2 separate regions of the Callithrix jacchus genome follow, and region 2 is linked to region 1. A link is a contact called in public Hi-C data. All regions are on one chromosome and are shown on one strand. The core of a region is the stretch at or near the end of the contact, and the rest is flanking DNA. Distances in the headings are between cores, read along the strand shown. Region 1 holds the start of SLC36A1 (solute carrier family 36 member 1). Region 2 overlaps SLC36A1 (solute carrier family 36 member 1).

Region 1 (3,377 bases), core at 697-3,196:
CAATCATGGTAGGTTGTATTTTTCTAGGGATTTCTCCATTTCCTCTGGGTTATACAGTTTGTTGACAAATAATTGTTCATAGTAGCCCCATATGATTCTTTTATTTCTGAAGCATCTGTTGTGGTGTCTCCATTTTCATTTTTTTATTTAATTAGAGATTTCTTCTTTACTTAGACTAGATAAGGGTATGTCAATTTTATTTTTTCCAAAAAAATAAACTCTTAGTTTTATTGATTTTGTCTATGTTTTTTTTTTCTGTTGTCTATTTGATTTATTTTTGTTCTGCTCTTTATTTCTTTCCTTCTGCTAACTTTGGGTTTTGTGAGCTCGTCTTTTTCCAGTTTCTTGAGGTGTAATGTTAAACAATTTAATTGGTATTGTTCTTCTTTTTTAATGTAGGCATTTATTGCTATAAAATTCTCTCTTAGAACTATTTTTGCTGCATTCTATAAGCTTTAATATGTTGTGTTTCCATTGTCAATTGCCTGAAAATATTTTTTAAATTTCCCTTTTGATTTCATCTTTGACTTATTGGTTGTTTAGAAGCATGGGGCTGGGCGTGGTGGCGCACACCTGTAATCCCAGCACTTTGGGAAGCCGAGGTGGGCAGATCATCTGAGGACAGGAGTTTGAGACTAGCCTGACCAACATGGTGAAACCTTGTCTCTACCAAAATACAAAATTAGCCGGGCGTGGTGGCACATGCCTGTAATCCCAGCTACTTGGGAGGCTGAGACAAGAGAATTGCTTGAATCTGGAAGACAGAGGTTGCAGTGGGCTGAGATTGTGCCATTGCACTCCAGACTAGGCAACAAGAGTGAAACTCCATCTCAAAGAAAAAAAAGCATGTTGTTTAATTTCCACATATTTGTGAATTTTCCAAGATTCTTCCTGTTATTGATTTCTAGCTTCATACCATTATGGTCTGAAAGAATATTAATATGATTTTAATCTTCTTAAATTTAAGGCTTGTCTTCTGGACTAGCATCTGGTCAATTCTAGAGAATGTTCCAAGTATGTTAGAGAAAAATGTGTATTCTGCTTCTGTTGGATGAAACATTCTGTATATATCTGTTAGGTTCATTTGGTTTAAAGTGCAATTCAAGTTCATTATTGCCTTATTTTCTCTCTAGTTGCTCTATCCATTTTGGGAAGTGGGATATTGACTTTCCTACTATTACTGGGTTGCTATCTATTTCTCCCTTCATGGCCATTAATGTTAGTTGTATATATTTAGGTGCTCCAATGTTGCATGCGTGTGTATTTATAATTGTGCCCTCTTAATGAATTCACCCCTTTATCATTAATTCATCAAATGAATTGACCCCTTTATCATTAAACAATGATCTTATCTGTCTCTTGAGACAGTTTTGACTTCAGGTCTATTTGTTACATATTTGTTAAAGGGAAAATCTGCAACAAGGAGGTAAAAGGAGAAGCCTAGATATATAATGCTGAAATGTTGCCATCCATTTAAAAATGTTACTTTAAAAATTTTAATGTATTTAAAGATAGTGTTGCCTTACCCCACAGTTCCATTTCCAGTAGCAACCACAGATGAGAGTTTGTGTATGCGTCTGAAAATTTGACTAGAAGATTTTTTAAAATATGCATATTTCTTATAAAAGCAATATAAACCCATCGAAATGTGTAAAAGAAAATATAGCCAGTGTTAAAATTAGCAATGTTTCACAAACCCACAACTCAAGGAACAGTGTTCTCCTACTGGACTCTGCCCCATGCCCAAGATCAGTGCCCCGCTGAGTTCCTATTCGCGGTCTCCAGGGCCCAGGAACATAGTCCTCCCAGCAGTGGCAGTAATAGGTCGCCAGGTGGTGCTGTGGAGCAGAGCGCCGGGGCTCAGTGAGAAAAAAAAGGGGCGGCAGCGCAAAGGAGCACGTGATCTCGGCCTCGGGCGTGGGCGCCGGGCTCACGTGACGAGGCCCGGAAGGGACTGCCGGGGCAGCAAAGGAGGATGGCGACGGGCTGGTACTGAAGCCGGGAAAGGTGGGCTGTGCTGAAGCCAGAGCCGGAGCCTGGAGGGGGCCGGAACCCGAACCGTGAGTTCCTCCACTGACGCGCTCCGGCTGGCGGCGCTCGCCGCCCGGGGCAGGACCCACCTCGCCTTCCTCCTTCGTTGCAGATGCTCCAGGTCAGGCACCGGACGCTCCCGGGCTGCGGGTCCGCGACTCCTCGGCGTCCCCGGGCCGCGGCTGCGGTACGACGCGGGCACCCCTCTGTGAACTGGGCGAAGTGGGGATCCCTGCCCCTCGCGCTATCTTTCTTGACCTCGTGGGGTTGGGGGGGGGGTCCCACCGTCCGATTTGACAGGTGTGGGAAACGGGGGTAGAAGGTGACGATAACCCAAACGACGGTCTAGGGCGTCTTTTACGCCTCCTAAAGGGCCCCAGCTGTTCCCAGCAAATGTCTTGTCCGCTGCGGGAGCCCTGCTCGAGACTGGCTAATAATAGTCTTTGGGTCAGAATTGCAAGGACCCTGGGAAGTCGTCTGGTGCAACTCCCTCCCAGGACGGTTGGAGAAATCTAGCCCTTACTCCAGGAAGGGGTAAGGGCGTTCCTAAGGTCACTCAGCGGGCTAACCGTAGACCTGCGCCTGGAATGCAAATGTTCCTAAGCTTCAGCAGCTGTTTGCTTTTCACCACACTGCCTCCTGCGGGAAACTTGACGTGTGAAACGGCACCCCTTTCTGTCCCTTTCTCTTTTAGTCCACTCCCTTTTTAGCTGTCTGCATTTTCCACCGCTGGGGTTCGGTTGGCTCTGGGTGTGGTTCCCTGTTTGTTCATTATTTTTCTGCAAGCTCATCCTTCTGTAGGTTTGGTTTCTAACCGTCCTGGATTCTATGTAAGTCACACCAAAATATGAAATATGAATCGGAGTGTGCTTCTGGGAGGATGGGCGGCTGAGCCGAGGTTGTGGACATCAGAGCCCTGACATTAGCTTGAAGAATGTAAAGACCTTAGCTTTATTTTTTCTGTAACTTGTCAGATTTGGGGTTGCTCATCTGGATGGACGTTTTGCAGTTATTTGAATTTTGCTGAAGATAGCATCATGGTGCAATGTACAGAACAGAGATTGAAGAATCGGGAGATTTTGTCCTAACTCTGCCGCTTACCTGGCAACCTTAGGTGACTTGGGTTTAGGTTGCTCGGTCTAGACAATGATGGAATTGAATCCTTAACAGCCCCTTCTGCTATGATCTGGAGGCTGTGCATCTAGGTTTGTTTTTCGTTTATTTTTTTATAGAGATGAAGTCTCAGTATGTTGCCCAGGCTGATCTCAAACTCCTGATCTCAAGCGATTCTCCCACTTGGCCTCCCAAAGTATTGGGATTACAGGTGTGAGCCAGTCCCCCGACCA
Region 2 (3,524 bases), core at 408-2,907, 42 kb after region 1:
AGACCTGACCCATGGCCTCACTTGCAGAGTTGAGGCATCTCCAGATAGGGAAGTGAATTAATTATATATGTACCATAAAGAACATGGGAATGAGGACAGTGGTTTATTTATAGATAGAGTATGAAGTGCTGTGGAGATGGTTATCATTCAGAGGAAGGCATACAATTACTATCCCATATTAAATAAGGTAAAGGTCTGAAAGCCATTTAACCCACATCTGTAATGAGTATAAGTTACTTTGATAAAGTGTACTTATTTGCGTTTTCAAATAGTTTCTCCAGTGTGACAAGTTACTCCTTAGATTTCCTTTAGAGCCTGTATGACACTATTCTAGAGAGTTTTTGATGTCAGTCTTACTAAATATGTTTCAGAACATTTCTGTTGATTAACCTAGGCGTTTGACTGATCGCTTGTGTTTTATTCTTCTTTTCCCAACCCCGTGCCAAAGAGTGTTAAGTTAAAAGACAGGGTATCCTTCTGTTTGCTATGGTTGAAAACTGGTGACATTTCAAAAATAAAAGTAAATTATTTTTTTGTAGCTTCTGTGAGTTGGTAGACTAGAGAACCCCTGAACAAGTCGGTCTTTCAGAGCTAATTTAAATTTCTAGGAGATTTGCAATTGTTTTCCAAATCGAAACGCTGAAAGCATAGATTTCTCTTTTTGGCTCTATGTGGCTTTTCTTTTTTTTTCTTTTTTAGGTTTTATTCTTTTGGAACAAGACTCTCTTTGCTTATTATATTGAGACTTCCCTGCGGATTTTCTTAAATTATTCAGTCTGAGCCTCTGTCTTTGAAATAAAGATAGATCCATATGATTTTTAAATTCTCATTAGGGTTGAATGTTTTAAGGATGAAAGCTGGGAATGTTGTCTAGCATTTGCGCTGAGTCAGTCCTTCAAGCCCTTTCCTAGACCAGCCTATAGGAACAGCCCACACAGCAGCTAATCCAGGGCCCAAGGCTGTTGAAAGCAGATGCTGTTCCCACAGCCACTGAAAAAGAAGGAACATGATGTATCCTGCTTTTCTAGGAGATTGCCTTAATGTGTGCTGGTAAGATGGGATACGTGGACTCCAGATTTTAATCCTGTCTGTACCAGTAACTCTCCATGCTTTCATTTCGAAGTGTATGTTTCCACCACGGATGGATTAGCTCTAAGTGCTGAGGAGACAGCTTTCATGTGTACAGTATTTATAATGGAAACTCTGAGGGTCCAATTCTTAAATCCAAAGGGTACTGGAAGAAAGAATGTGGTTAGTTAAATTTGCTTTTTTCCAAAGTGTTCCCTCCAGAAAAAGTAGATCTCCCTAGGTAAAATGCTCTGTCCTGACTAATCTGCTCCTCCTCCCTTCCTATCGAGCTGGGGCAGTGACTGGGAGCCTGACTCCTCTCCCTTGCTCCATTTTCCCCTCCAACCTGGCTCAGCCTCCCTGTAGCATATGTCATGCTTCCTGCCAGGCTTATTTCTGCAGCGCCCTGCAGGAGACAGCAGTCTCTGATTCGCAGACCTCATGCTATCCTTAGATGCCTCTGGGTTTTTGCTTCACTTTTCCTGGCCCTGTCTATGAGTCTCATCTCCCTTCTGCAGCATGACACTCAGAAGACATGGCTGCTTTTGATCTTCAAGTGTGTGCCTTTGTTTTTCCCTTCTGTGATCTATTGTGACTTAGCCCTGCCTTGTCATCCTGTTCAAAAAGGCAGCTCCCTTTTGACAGCACTCGCCTCTCTCACCTTCCGTGGAGACTTTGAAGTAACTGTGGGACTCAGTAGAGGCCTTTCATGGTAGCAGCAACTTAAATGTATTTATGCAAGTTCGTTTTGTTCTCACCTCTGTTCTTTCAGATGTGATTTTACATCTTTAACGTAATTGATTTTTTTTCACTTATACTCATAAATTTTGTGAGCAGCTTCTTTTATTGCTATTTCTGGTGTTTTCCTATCTTTTCCCCAACTTTTCCTCCTCCTCTTTACCTTCCAAGGGGAACAGGAGGAATTTGGTATAGCTTCATTTTTTATCCCCCTCTTAGAATTCAGCTTTCTCCCTGCTCTCCCGCATCCTCCAAAGATTACTATGGCTGATACAGACTTTGTAGATGCTTAGTTTCAAACTGTTGGAAAAGACGGGCAGTGAAAACAAGTATTTCATAGAATAGTATTCATCGTGTTATGATTTCATATCGGACAGTGTCTACTGCCAGCCCACATTTTTGGAAATGCAGTCTTAGCAGGTTACCTTATATCAATACCTTGTATGGAAGAGGTTGGCTCCACCTGGCAGAGTCTGGAGTTGTAGGATCAACGGCTTTTCACATTTTTTTGGAGCAATCACCCATCCTTCAGTGATTCCTACTAATTCTCCGTGGCATTTGCTGTGTGAAACATTTAACTTCAGTTTGCTATGAAAATTTCAGAAACCTAATTTTGAAGATATAATTACATAAAATTGCATCATTCAAGAAGCCTGTTGAGACTGGAATGCAGAGCTTCAAAACATTCCAAGCAGTCAGATTTTTAGAGGATGAAGCTTCCAGGTCCAAACAGTAGCTTCTTAGTACCTTCGAGCCTTTTACGTCTTTTAGTCTTGTAGCTACAGTGAAGAGCAGAATGGTTAATTAGCTGTGCAACCCTGGGTCCCCCAGGAACCCTCTCACAAGGTCTCGGGGTAACTGTAAGATACGAAAGATGTCTGATATCCAAGGCTTCTCTCAGCTCCAAAATTCTGTGATTCTGTATAGCTGCTTTGAGCTTAATTTTAAGTTTCTACAAAAATATTACTCTAAAAAAAGAAAGTCAATGTAAAAACACTTGGAAATAAAAGAAGAAATGCCAATATTCCACCAATTTAACAAAATAATTTTTTTCATTGTATCTTCTGTGTCTTAATCCTCATGGTTGCATTGTAAAAACAGTTGCAATTGTAGTTTACACATAACTTTGTCTTTCACATTTTATTTACTTTTATGTCACAAATATTCAGATCTTTCCCTCATATTTTTGTGACCTCATGGTATTCCCCTGTATTGGTGGATCATATTCATGAAGGTACTCCTTTAATGTTGGACATGGAGGTTGTTTCCCTTGCTTTTGTGGTTTTTAAATGTATACCTCCACTAAGTCAAAAGTTGTATTCTGTCCAAGACTCGTGAATTTTAAAGGCATTGTTATAGACATTTAAAAGTAGCATGGTAGGTGTGAACAGCTCTGATCACAATAAAATATGAGCAAGAGCTCCCAGCACAGGAACTGTAAATGGCCAGCGTATTTCCTAAATGTGTGTATGTTCTTTTCAGTGCTTTTCTCTTGTCTTGTGCATAAGTCAGCTCTTTCTGATGCTGGTTCAAAACCACAGGCTCCAGAATCCTGTTCCTTCTGTGAACGTGACTGTTGACCGTATGTTGCTTCAGCAGTCTAAAAGGTTATATTCTTCATGTCTCTTCAGCCAAAGGGAAGATGTTTTGTAATACTGTTGGAGCCTTCTTGACTAATCATGTGGTCTAGCTCAGGTTGTCCTCTGGCCCCCTTTTTG

What was found. Hi-C and Micro-C count contacts between places; a contact is called where the count stands out from the background.
Region 2: a contact with region 1 is called in a Hi-C map of induced pluripotent stem cells, with 1.9 times the contacts expected there. The contact joins the enhancer-like site here to the promoter of SLC36A1 in region 1. A contact is called at or near these places in 3 of 3 Hi-C or Micro-C datasets (induced pluripotent stem cells and skeletal muscle).

The regions. Positions count from the first base shown.
Region 1 is chr2:50,385,984-50,389,360 of calJac240_pri, forward strand. It overlaps SLC36A1 (solute carrier family 36 member 1), which reads left to right and starts at 1,947. Exons shown (of 12, transcript XM_078363400.1): 1 at 1,947-2,060; 2 at 2,144-2,218.
Region 2 is chr2:50,428,689-50,432,212 of calJac240_pri, forward strand. All of the region lies in intron 11 of SLC36A1 (solute carrier family 36 member 1), which reads left to right. Among named protein-coding and RNA genes, the nearest start is that of SLC36A1, 43 kb to the left of the region's middle. Within about 2 kb of position 1,658, at least 4 of the 16 cell types and tissues checked have an H3K27ac peak or open chromatin away from gene starts, as enhancers often do.